Regions from separate parts of the Hordeum vulgare genome. Here region 1 is linked to region 2. A link is a contact called in public Hi-C data. All regions are on one chromosome and are shown on one strand. The core of a region is the stretch at or near the end of the contact, and the rest is flanking DNA. Distances in the headings are between cores, read along the strand shown. Region 1 holds the start of LOC123401666 (probable bifunctional riboflavin biosynthesis protein RIBA 2, chloroplastic). Region 2 holds the start of LOC123401878.

Region 1 (5,915 bases), core at 965-3,464, 390 kb before region 2:
TGGCCTGGCCGATTGAAATCTTCAGGCTTTGAGTGAGGAGATGCAAGAGTCATGACTGTCTTTGCCCTATCCTTTGCAGATACCCCAGTCGTTGTGCCTTCTTTAGCATCCTACACATCAAAGTAGATAAATTGTACCTTAATAGAAAATTTATATCACAAAGATGTTTGTTGGGAACAACTAACACCTAGTTTGATTTATTTTCCAGTATGAAATGACAAAATTAGTAAGCTATATGTGTTTCATCAGTTTAGAAAATTAATAAGATAAAAAACTGTTTTAGACTTTTGGTTAGAAGTTGCATATGATATAGATCAGACAGTATTTGGTCTATAAGACTCCAAGAAAAAGGAGGAGGATAACAGGGAAGGACAATTTTGCAACGACAGCACCGACACACCGAAAGGTGCCAAAAAGTTGAGCTCGTCAAACTGATCTGTGCTTGTACCACAGACCTCCATATCTGTGCATTTCTGCTTCTGAAGAGGAAAAGAAATGGTAGAGAGAACAAGCATGCCATATCCATACTTTTGACAAACAACAGAGAAATTGTTGCCCATATAACACCATAACTACATAATATAATGCTTCAATATGAATAACAATAGTAGCATACCACAGTAATGGTGAAAGCAGTGCATAGCTTCTCCTCATTCTCCTTTGTTGAAACCATCAAAGGAAGGTTCAATCTTTCCAGGTCATCTTCTTTCATGCTAACACATACAATTCCTGTGCTATGCCTTACTATGAAAGCCATAGCCTCTGGGGTAACCAAAGAAGCAGCCAATATAAGATCACCTTCATTTTCTCTTGATTCGTCATCAACGACAATCACAAGCTACAAGAGGCATCCAGTGTCAGGAAAATACCATGTAGCAGTAACAGAACTTGTTAGAAAGATCAACAATAACAAATAAGCCATCAAACAAAGAATTGCAAGGCATACTAACTTTTCCTTGTCGAATGTCCTCAATAGCCTCTGAAATAGATGAGAAGCCCTCGGTAGGGCTATCCAGATCAAGTTCAGCATCGTCTTCTTCATTTGACAGTGTGTCCACGACACATGACAGATCAGTAGATATGATTTCTGCTGCAACAACGGAATCCACAGGAATAACAGAGTTTGTGGTTGGATGGTCCTGGGCTCGCACAGAAGTGCTCTTTAGCAACAGCATGTCATCATTTTCCGAGCTACAATCAGCTGGAAATCCACTACTCTTTTTTAAGGATACTGCTACCTTCAAGCCCACCGACTTTATGTTGGCATTTCTCGAATTTGTGAGAAAAGAATAAGAGACTGATCCCTTTGCCTGCTTGGAAACGTCACTACCTCTCAAGAACTGCACCCTGCATTCGTACAAACAGGTGGAAAAAAACCCTGCAAATCAGTCTCACTCATTCAATCAATTAGGTTTAAAAGACAACTTCAAAAAGTTATGGTCATGCCTCTCTAGTTCAGTTCTAGAGCTGTGAAGGTTATTATTTTATTTTCATGTCTTGAAACGGGGCATTATTCTTGTCATCTTACAACAGAGTTACTTAACTGTTCATCACTTCTACACTAAAGAGACGCTGACAAAAAACCAGTAGAACATTGGTGGGAGCTATCGTTGAAACGTACTACAAAAAGCGTCGATTCCTATGTGCACAGTACCAACAAAGCAAAGCAAAGCAATCAAGAGGTGTGGCCAGCGCAAGACGAGCAGAGGGTGGTAAGGGGCTGCGTAGGCGGAGAGCTTACGGTTGGCGGCGAAGTGCTGCGACGGAGGAAGACGGCGGCGCAATCGAAGCCATGCCGATGCTCCCCTCCAACACAAGGACTCAATCAATCTGCTAATCAACCACGGAGAGCGCCAAATCAGCGACCGTACGTCAACATCTAGAACCAAAATATTCAAATTCCGGTCTAAAAGACGCGCGAGATCTGAAAACGACAAATCAGCGATTCTTCGCGCTTCGATCTCGAGCCCTGCAGCCTCCAAGGTGCTGGAACGAAATCAGGGGCGGTGATGGCTCTTACCCGTTGGAGGCTTATCGGCCGAGGTCTCCGACGGCGGCGAACAGGTAGTAGGAGGAGGGAAAAGAGAGCTTCGATTCGATTTCCTTCTCGGTATTCGATTTGAGTTTCTGGTCGTGGTTGGGTGAGTTGATTAGGGATGGGGTTGGTGTGGGTAGAGAGAGACTGGGGAAGAGGGGAGAGACAGGGTGCGTGATTTATAACGTGCAGGTGCAGCCACCAACGCGGCAGGTTCGCATTAGCCGCCTCGAGCCTTGGGCGGGTTGGCTGGAGCCGATCCTCTGTGACGTGAGAGGTGACTTCGCCTTCGCTATCGGCACTGAAAGTAGATACTCCGTCCGTTCCTAAATATAAGGTCATGTTTGGTTTCAAATAAGTCATCAACTTATAAATTAAAAAATGTAAAAAGTGAATTATTTTGCCAAACAGACCCAACTTATAAGTCACCCCAACTTATAAGCCATAAGACCCTGTTTGGTTCCAATAAGTTACGTGACTTAAAACCAGTGACTTATAAGTCACGCCTGTTTGGTTGTCACTTGACTTATAAGTCACCTGACCACACCTTTCCATCCTGTTTTTTCTGCCATTCTTCGCTTCCAGTCGTGGCCACCACATGCTTGCCGCTGCGTCGACGGGGAGGGGCCTCCTGGGACTGCAGAACGCCGACAGGGCAGGAAACGCCGCCGCCTCGGGCCTCTAGTCGCCGCGCCCAGGCATCCAGTCGCCGCGCCCAGGGCTCCAGTCGCCGCGCCCAGGCCTCCAGTCGCCGGGCGGCGAAGCTCCTACCGGCCATGGTGGAGACCGGGCGGCGAGCGGAGGAGGCGAGCGGATCCAGGCGGAGGCGAGCGGATCCGGGCGGCGGCGTGCTGGATCGGAAGGATTCCGGCGGGGGCGAGCTCGCGATGGAGGGCGGCGGCGGCGAGACCTGGGGTGCGCGGTGGGGAGGGATGGGGTGCGCGGTGGGCGAGTCCTGGGGTGCGTGGTGAGCTCGGGATGGGACCTGATGCTGAAAAAGTGGTGGGACCCACCTAAAAGTGGGTGACTTATAAGTTTTAAGTTCGGGTGGAGCAACTTATGACTTATAAGTTGGGGTGACTTATAAGTTGGGCCTGTTTGGCAAAATAAGTCACTTTTTGCACTTTTTAACTTATAAGTTGGTGACTTATTTGGAACCAAACAGGGCCTAAGTTGCTCCACCCCAACTTAAAACTTATAAGTCACCCACTTTTACATGGAAAGATGACTTATAGGTCAGATGACAACCAAACATGCGTGACTTATAAGTCACTGGTTATAAGTCACCTGACTTATTGAAACCAAACAGGGCCTAAGTCTTTCCAGGAATTTCCCTAATGGACCACATACGGATGTATATAGACATACTTTAGAGTATAGATTCACTCATTTTGCTTCGTATGTAGACACCTAATGAAATATCTTAAGAGACTTATATTTAGGTACGAAGGGAGTAGGTAACAATATTAAATGTCATCTAAAAATAATATAATATGACAACTAATTAATGGAAAAAAAACTTAGCTAGTTACTCATATTATGAGGCTGGTTATAATAAGAGTGTCATGAGCAGTATCATGCATGTTTACTATTTTTATTTGATGATGTGGCACACCATTGAATGAGGAAAGAAAGGATGTGGTATCATATTATGGCTACTCATAATGAGGAATATCATATACTAGTATCATATTATGATACTATCTTCATAATGCATAGTATCATAAACTAGTACTCCCTCCGTCACGGTTTAGAAGGCACGCTTGCAAAATCTCTGGAACCGAGGTAGTCATCGATTGGTTGTGAGATGTAGCAGGTGTAAATGTTAATGCGCCTAATCAACTGAAAAAATACTAGTACTATTGTGTGATCAGCAAATTGGAAGGGCGCATGCATGAGTAGTACTAGTACTAATTAATAGGAGTAATTGCTTTCGTGCCTTAAACCTTGTCTATTATGGAAACGCACGCAAGTTTAATTGTGCCTTCTAAACCGTGACGGGGGAGTAGCATAGATGGTCTCATTTATTGACATGTATAACACAAGTAGCATATCATTTAACATGGTACGATATCTACTTATGTTACTCTAACTCTCTCTTTCTTCTTTAATTATGTGTCACGTCATCATGTTTGCTAGTCCCAAGGTTATGATACTAGCTACTACCTCCGTCACGCTTTAGAAGGTACGGTTAAATTTACGTGCATTTCCAAAATAGACAAGTGATAACCCACAAGTATAGGGGACCGCAACAGTTTTTGAGGGTAGAGTATTCAACCCAAATTTATTGATTCGACTCAAGGGGAAGCCAAAGAATATTCTCAAGTATTAGCAGTTGAGTTGTCAATTCAACCACACCTGAAAGATTTAGTATATGCAGCAAAGTATCAGTAGCAAGGTAGTATGATAGCAACAGTAGCACCAATAACCAGTAGCAGCAAAGTGACAGCAGTAGCAACAAAGTGACAATAGTAGCAGCAAAGTAACGTAGCAAGGACCAGTAGGAAAAGACTCGTAGGCATTGGATCGGTGATGGATGATTATGCAGGATGCTATTCATCATGCAACAATTATAACACGGGGAGATAAGTAACTAGCTCCAGTTCGTCAATCTAATGTAGGCATGTATTCCGTATGTAGTCATACGTGCTTAGGGAAAAGAACTTGCATGACATCTATTGTCCATCCCTCCCGTGGCAGTGGGGTCCTAATGGAAACTACGGGATATTAAGGTTCTCCTTTTAATAAAGAACCGGACCAACGCATTAACACTTGGTGAATAGATGAACTCCTCATACTATGGTCATCTCCGGGAGTGGTTCCGGCTATTGTCACTCCGGGGTTGCCGGGTCATAACACATAGTAGGTGACTACAACTTGCAAGATAGGATCAAGAACACACATATATTGGCGACAACATAATAGGTTCAGATCTGAAATCATGGCACTCGGGCCCTAGTGAGAAGCATTAAGCATGGCAAAGTAGTAGCAACATCAATCTCAGAATATAGTGGATATTAGGGATCAATCCCCGTCAAAACTAACTCGATTACATGATAGATCTCATCCAACCCATCACCGTCCAACAAGCCTACGATGAGATTACTCACGAACAGTGAAGAGCATCATGGAATTGGCGATGAAGGAAGGTTGATGATGACGATGGCGACGATTTCCCCTCTCCGGAGCCCAGAACGGACTCCAAATCTGCCCTCGAGATGAAAAACAGGAGGTGGTGGTGCCTCCGTATCGTAAAACACGATGAACTCTTCTCCTTGATTTTTTTTTCGGACGAAACGGGCTAAATAGAGCTGGATTTGGAGGCGGTGGAGCGTTGTGGGCCCCACAAGCCTGCCAGGCGCGCCCAGGGGGCGCGCCTGGTGGGCTTGTGGGCTCATAGCACCACTTCCTCCGCTGATTCTTGCACCAGTATTTTCATATATTCCACAAAAATTCTCCGTAAATTTTCAGGTCATTCCGAGAACTTTTATTTCTACGCAAAAAACAACACCATGGCAATTCTGCTGAAAACAACGTTAGTACGGGTTATTTCCATTCAAATCATGCAAATTAGAGTTGTGACGCCCTCAGTTTAATGGTACGCTAATCATATACGCAATGCGTACGATCAAACCCAAGGACTCACGGGAAGATATCACAACACAACTCTAGACACAAATAAAACAATATCAGCTTCATATTACAAGCCAGGGGCCTCGAGGGCTAGAATACGGAAGCTCGATAAACACACGAGTCAGCGGAAGCAACAATATCTGAGTACAGACATAAACATGGGGTGCCTTAGAGAAGGGTAGCACAACAGATACAATGATCGAACGAGGCGAGGCCTCCTGCCTGGGAGCCTCCTAACTACTCCTGG
Region 2 (6,304 bases), core at 34-2,533:
TCCAGCCATTTGCCAATGGTGCTTAATGAGATCTTCCTGAAGTTGAAAGTGGGTGTCTGCATTTTCAATCTCCTTTGCCAATGGTGCTCAACGAGACTTGCCACAATACATTCCTTGCCAAGCCTTGGGGCAACTTTTCCAACTTCAATGCATACAATCAATGCTACCTAGCATGCCAGGCCAACCTTTCCTCTCATTAGATGCCATCAATTTATTTGTGTCATCTTCATTGGGTGCCCGAAGATACTCAGGACCGAAGACACGGATGATCACTTTCGCAAATCTACGCATAGAATCAATTGTGCTATCGTCACCAATGCGAAGATACTCATCGGCATAGTCAGCCGGAACGCCATATGCAATCACCCGCATAGCTGCGGAGATTTTTTGATATGCACTAAATCCCTTTAAGCCCGCGGCATTCCTTCTTTGAGTAAAATACCGGCAATTTGCCTCGCAAGCTTGAACAAGTTTCACAAAGAGGGATCGGCGTATTCGGTACCTTCTCCGGAAGAGGTGCGGAGGATATGTAGGATTCTCCGTGAAATAGTCTTGCATCAACATCTCGTTCCCAAGATGGCGATTCCGAGGAATGCACAAACGCCCGACAGTCGATCCTCGCCTCCTCTTCCGGTGCTCGTCTTCATGCTTCTTCACGACAAGCGCCATGAGTAATGCTTGTTGCCGAAAGTTCGCAAGCATGGTCTCAACATCCGAGTCGTCCGAATCGGACGAATCGGATAGTAAGAACTTCTCGCACGGGGCCAACTCCATCTTCTCGCACAGCTCGCAAAAATCACAAAAAATGAACTAACCGGTGGCGGGTGATCTCGGACGGCGACAAGGGGGTGCGCTCGACGATGGTCGATCCCCGGTGGCAGCGGCGGCAGGGGGGCTCTTCTCGCCGGATCCGGAGGGGCGGTGCAGCGGCTCGCCTACAGATATGGCCGGAATCGCCGGCGGCGGGCGGGCGGAAGCAAGGGCGGACGACGACGGAAGGAGGGGAAAAAGAGCGCGGGCTGAAATGTCCCTCCCGCCAATTGATTTTCTGTGATGCAGGGCACCGCAGCCGCAAGGGGGAAACCAGCGTTTTTCTGGATTGGTGTCGGGAATTTGCCGCGTCCCATAAAAATTTTTGCGGACCGGGACGAAATACGGGGTCTGGTTGAACAGGTTTTTCGGTCCGTACCCACATTTTGAGGGTTATTTTGCGGCTCGAGTATGCGGGATGGGCTAGATTTGCTCTAATCCACTCTCGGCGCTCACCTTATCCCGCATCCTGATCCTCCCCGAGCAACCTCCCGTCGCTGTCTCCCTGGCTTCGGCGGGCCTCCCGCCGCCGCCCCCTCGGCCCCTTCCCGCCGCCACCTACGCCGGCACCTAAGCACCTCCGCCGCCGACCATCCGTACCACGACGCGCCTCCGTCACCCCGGCTCCGACACACCTCCATCTGTCGTCGTTGCCCACCGGAAATCCGCGGCCGCCGCCACCGACAACCTCTTCCGCGGCCGCCCACCAGAAACACCAGGCACCTCCACATCCTACCGGATCCCACCGGATCCCACCGGCGAAGCTAGCCCCGACAAACTCCCGCGTTCCTCCTCTTGCCGCTGCCCTGGAGAGGACCCTCCCGAGCCTGCGTAATGGTGGAGCTCTCCTGTCCAAGTGGGTCTTATCCACGCATGCCCTTCTTCGTCACCCCGCTGGCCAGGATCCCCACCCCACGCTGTCCTGGCCGGCCACATCGACCTTCTCACGGGGGCCACCTTGACCTTCTCGAAGGAAGGTTCATCCATGGAGCGGCCGAGTCGTACCTGGCTCGCCACGCACCTCCGCCCTCTGTCACCAAATACACTGCCACCGCATGGAGCTTCCAGCACACCGCCTCGACCTACCTTTCCAGTGCCAAGCTTCCATTATGCGTCGTCGGCTACCACTCACGACAGTGTGGCTACTTCCCTCCCCGTTGTGATAGCAGCGAGCGGCCGCTCGTCCGTTCGTCTGCTCTTGGCTCGTTGTATTTGGAAAAGTTCAGATAAACTAACTGAACTCATGTGCTGCTTCGTCTAAAATACGATTTGTGCTACTGATTACTAAAAAGTTCAGCAAATGATTTCCCAACAATCAGAAGTTCAGGTCGCTATGTGTTGATAGTATGAGCCATTTTCAGATCAGGGATATGTTCAACAGTACTGAATTTTAGTCCAGGCTTTTGGGTTCTGCCCTTTCTGTGGCACCATTAATTTCCATATATATGTGGGCAAAAGTAGTATCTTCTTGCAAGTTCGGAAAGAATAAGAAATGGAGTTCAACGTGATCTAGGGGAAAATATATTTGAGTCCTAACAAAGTTCAGTGCAGTTTGAAAACAGAATGGTCGATAGGGAGGGCCTGTAAGCAACTGCCTTAACAGGCATGATAATTTGCATTGTACAAAAATACTTCTTGATTGTGCCACTGTAGAGTAGTTGCCACTGGATACCCATGGCCAATGGCGCTGGATAATTAGCGCTGAACGACTTGCAATCTAGAAGAAAGTTGCGCCCAGAGCCCGTGGAGATCTAGTATGTTGTGCACTTGGTCGTGATGTCTCCTGGAGCTTCAAATTTGTGACCCTGGTGCGTTTTCTTCTTTTTTTTGATGTGCATTTTGATGCATAATTTATCACTGGATGTCCATGGCGTGTGCACAGTATGTGTTTGTGCTAATTCCCGACAAGTTCCTTCATGTACTTCATGGTGATGGATAGAGAGGTCCACTATTCACTTATATAGAAGTTCAAATTTAAATTAAAACGGCTAAATGTTTATGAAAGCCACTTTAGTAACTCTTTATTAAAAGTGTATTAGCGTTGTACGTAGCACTGTAGCAGTAGCGGCATTTGTACGTGTGTGAAATGTGTACGGTAGTTGTGAATTGCATGCGGCCTCCTACACAATCAAATTGGTTCCCTGTACTTTTTTGGATGAATTTCGTGATGTAGTTGGCTTTGGAGTGCAGCAATGAGGTATGGATGCAGTTGGTGATGCAGCTATGGCTATTGTGTGTGATGCTGCTACTATGTCAACAAATAGAAGTTCAAATTTAAAAAGATAGTCCAGATTAGATATCCGGTTTTCCATGTTATTAAAAAGATAGAAGTTCACTACTTATTAAAAACGGATTTTCCATGTTTCCCCAATAAAAGGAATGGTCAGATATCTGGTTTCGTTTTTTTTCATTTTAAATGGCAAATTAAAAAATGTATCAAGAAAGCAAAAACAAAAGAAGGTCAAACTAAACTAACACAGAAGTACAATGTTTTAAACCTTTATGTTTCTAAAAAAATAGGAAGTTCAAAATAAAATAATGAACTTTAAAAAGTGGATTTTCCCTTTTCAAAAACAAAACCAAGAAGTTCAAATTAAAATAACACAAGGGTTTCATGTTCTTAAAAAAGATTTTTTCTTATATCTAGAAAGTAAAACCAAGAGTACAAAATTATCGGTATTTTTTCATTTCTACAAATAAATTAAAATTTAAAAAGAAAGTGGAGGAGGTCCAATGTTTATTACAAAACTAGGATATTTCAATGCTAAGAAAAATAAACCAAGAAGTTCAAATTACAAAAATAGAGAAGTTCGATATTTATAAAAAACTTAGATTTTCCTTATTACTAAAGAATAAAAATGAAGAAGTTCAAAAAATAAAGGAGTAGTTCGATGTGAACCGGAAACTCAAATTATTTTCGTTTCTAAGAAAAATAAAACTACAAGTTCAATTTTAAGAAATGGTTGGTGCTTCCTTAATAACATATTTACCTCCTAAGAATATGACTAAGAACTTCAAATTAAAATAATACAGAAGTTCGAAGCATGTAAAAACCTCAAAAAAAAGATCTTTACTAAAGAAAAAAATGAGAAGTTGAAATAAAAAAGGCCGAGAAGTCAAATTGAAATAACAGAGAAGTTCGAAGTATGTAAAAACTCAGATTTTTTTTTTTGCATTACTAAAGAGTAAAATGAAGAAGTTAAAATAAAAAATCTGAGAAGTTCAAATTAAACTCGGTAAATTCTTTACACGAAAAACATATCAATTTTATTTTCCCTATTTATAAAATAAATACATAGAAGTTCAAAATAAAAAAGCTCAAAAATTAAAATTAAAATAATGGAGTAGTTCGACGTGTATAGCACGATTTTTTCTCTTTGCTAAACTAGGAAAAAAGTGAGAGCTGCAAACAAAAACGTGAGAGAAGTTAATGTTGAAAACAGCAAGAAGTTCGAGTACTACAAGAAATGTGTTTCACGTGAGAATGAAAGAATAGAAAAATAAATGCTTAAAAGGTTTGTTGAAAGAAGTTCACCCCGAGGAAGTTCAAATATTATCGCGAGAGAGGTTCACCTTGTATTTCCATGTTTAAAAGCAAAAAAATGAAATTGTTTTTTGTGTTCTGAAATAACTCACTCAATCCACAAAGAAGTTTAGCTATTATCTGGGAGCAATTCGGTTTAAAAAAAGAAACTGAAAAAAATAATTATAAAAATAGAGAAAGTTCACGTACTACATGGTGTGTGTTTAATATGAGAAAATTGAATAAAAAGCCAAGGTCCAAATTTTTGTTGCTATAAGTTCAAGTCATTGGTGGGAGAAAGTTAATGAAATTATTGTGGAAGAGGTTTGTACAAAAGGAATAATAGAGTGAAGTTTAAGTAGACAAAGCTGGGAAGTTCTTCACGCGGTGCATTTCTGAAGAATTTGTTTCACGAAAAAGGCAGAACGCATGATCTCGCTATTTTCGAAATTGCTTGAGAACGGCTAGGAATCAGAGAAAACCATCTACATGAAAAAGTCTTGCATTTCCGTAGCTTTTGAACAGTTTATAATTTACCCCATTCTGATAAAGTTTGTAAAAACTACGACCAAAAAATGTTTTTATCCATTTTTAAAACTGATTTAAAACCGTAATGAATTGAAAAAAAATCTACATATAGAAGTGTCGCATTTGTTCAAGCTTTCGAACCACATATAATTTGCTCCATTCCGAGAAATCGTTGAGCAATTAACACGAAAAGCAATTAACACGAAAATACGAACTCGGGACAACTTGTGTCGTATTCTAAGTTACTTTTAAACTGTTCATAGTTAGAAGAAACTTTTTATATGAAAAACTACGTATTTCCAGAATCTTTCCAACGACATATCATTTGCGTCGATCGGACTAGCCATTTTCAAATTAACGCCGAAATATGAACCCAGCTGTTCGGTATCAGAAATTCCGCCATTTTTAAATTTTCTCTTTAACCGTATGGAATTTGGAAAAACTTTCAACGTGTGAAATGAGGGGATTTGCAGCAGCTATTCAACACCATCTCATTTTCCTCATTCTGACAAATGATTTAAAAATAGGATCAAAAATACGATTCACGTTTTTTGTATGAACAAAAACGATTTTCAAAACTGCTCTTAAACCATGAACATTTTGACAAACATTCAACCTAGGTTGTTACCAGGGCGTCCGTAGCTTTCAAACGGTGTACCGCAAGCCCAATTTGGAGAATATTACCAGTGTGAGTGGATGGAGTGTTACGAGCAAAAAACAACACGTGGAAAACCGAAGTTAAAGTGGGCATGGTGAGAAGGTCAAGTTCTTCACATGGTGCACTTTTTAAGGATGTGTTTCACGAAAAAAGGCACAACGCATGATCTCGCTGTTTTCGAGATTGCTTAGAAATGGCTAGGAATCCCATAAAACTATCTACATGAAAAAGTTTCGCATTTTCCATAGCTTTTGAACTGTATATTATTTGCCACATTTCAATAAAGTTTGTAAAAACTACGGTAAAAAAATGTTTTGAGCTATTTTGAAAACTGACATAAAACCATAAGCAATTGTAAAAAACAATCTACATATAATTTTTTCCCCATTTTCTCAAGCTATCCAACGCTATATCATTTGCTCCATTCCGAAAAAACATTGAGAAATTAAAGCGAAAATACAAACTCGGTATAACTTCTACCATTTTCTAAATTACTTTTAAACCGTTAATAGTTGGAAATAACTTTATATATGAAAAACTGTGCATTTTCATCAACTTTCAAATGACATATCACTTGCGTTGATCAGACTCACCGTTTTTCAAATAAACTCCGAAATACGTACCCGGCTGTTCGGTTTCAGAAATTCCGCCATTTTTTAAATTCCTCTTTAACCGTAGGGAATTTGGAAAAACTTTCAACTTAGGAAATGAGGGGATTTCCAGCACCTATCAAACGCCGTCTCATTTGCCTCATTTTGACAAATACTTCAGAAATAGTATCAAAA

What was found. Hi-C and Micro-C count contacts between places; a contact is called where the count stands out from the background.
Region 1: a Hi-C map of seedling shows a contact between it and region 2, with 5 times the contacts expected there. The contact joins the promoter of LOC123401666 here to the promoter of LOC123401878 in region 2. A contact is called at or near these places in 2 of 6 Hi-C or Micro-C datasets (leaf and seedling) and 1 of 1 datasets of contacts at active chromatin or transcription factors (embryo).

The regions. Positions count from the first base shown.
Region 1 is chr6H:311,060,112-311,066,026 of MorexV3_pseudomolecules_assembly, reverse strand. It overlaps LOC123401666 (probable bifunctional riboflavin biosynthesis protein RIBA 2, chloroplastic), which reads right to left and starts at 2,214. Exons shown (of 8, transcript XM_045095510.1): 1 at 2,021-2,214; 2 at 1,742-1,830; 3 at 951-1,347; 4 at 617-838; 5 at 1-110. The coding sequence starts at 1,794.
Region 2 is chr6H:310,668,151-310,674,454 of MorexV3_pseudomolecules_assembly, reverse strand. It overlaps LOC123401878, which reads left to right and starts at 1,283. Exons shown (of 1, transcript XM_045095733.1): 1 at 1,283-2,330. The coding sequence starts at 1,645. The coding sequence ends at 2,040.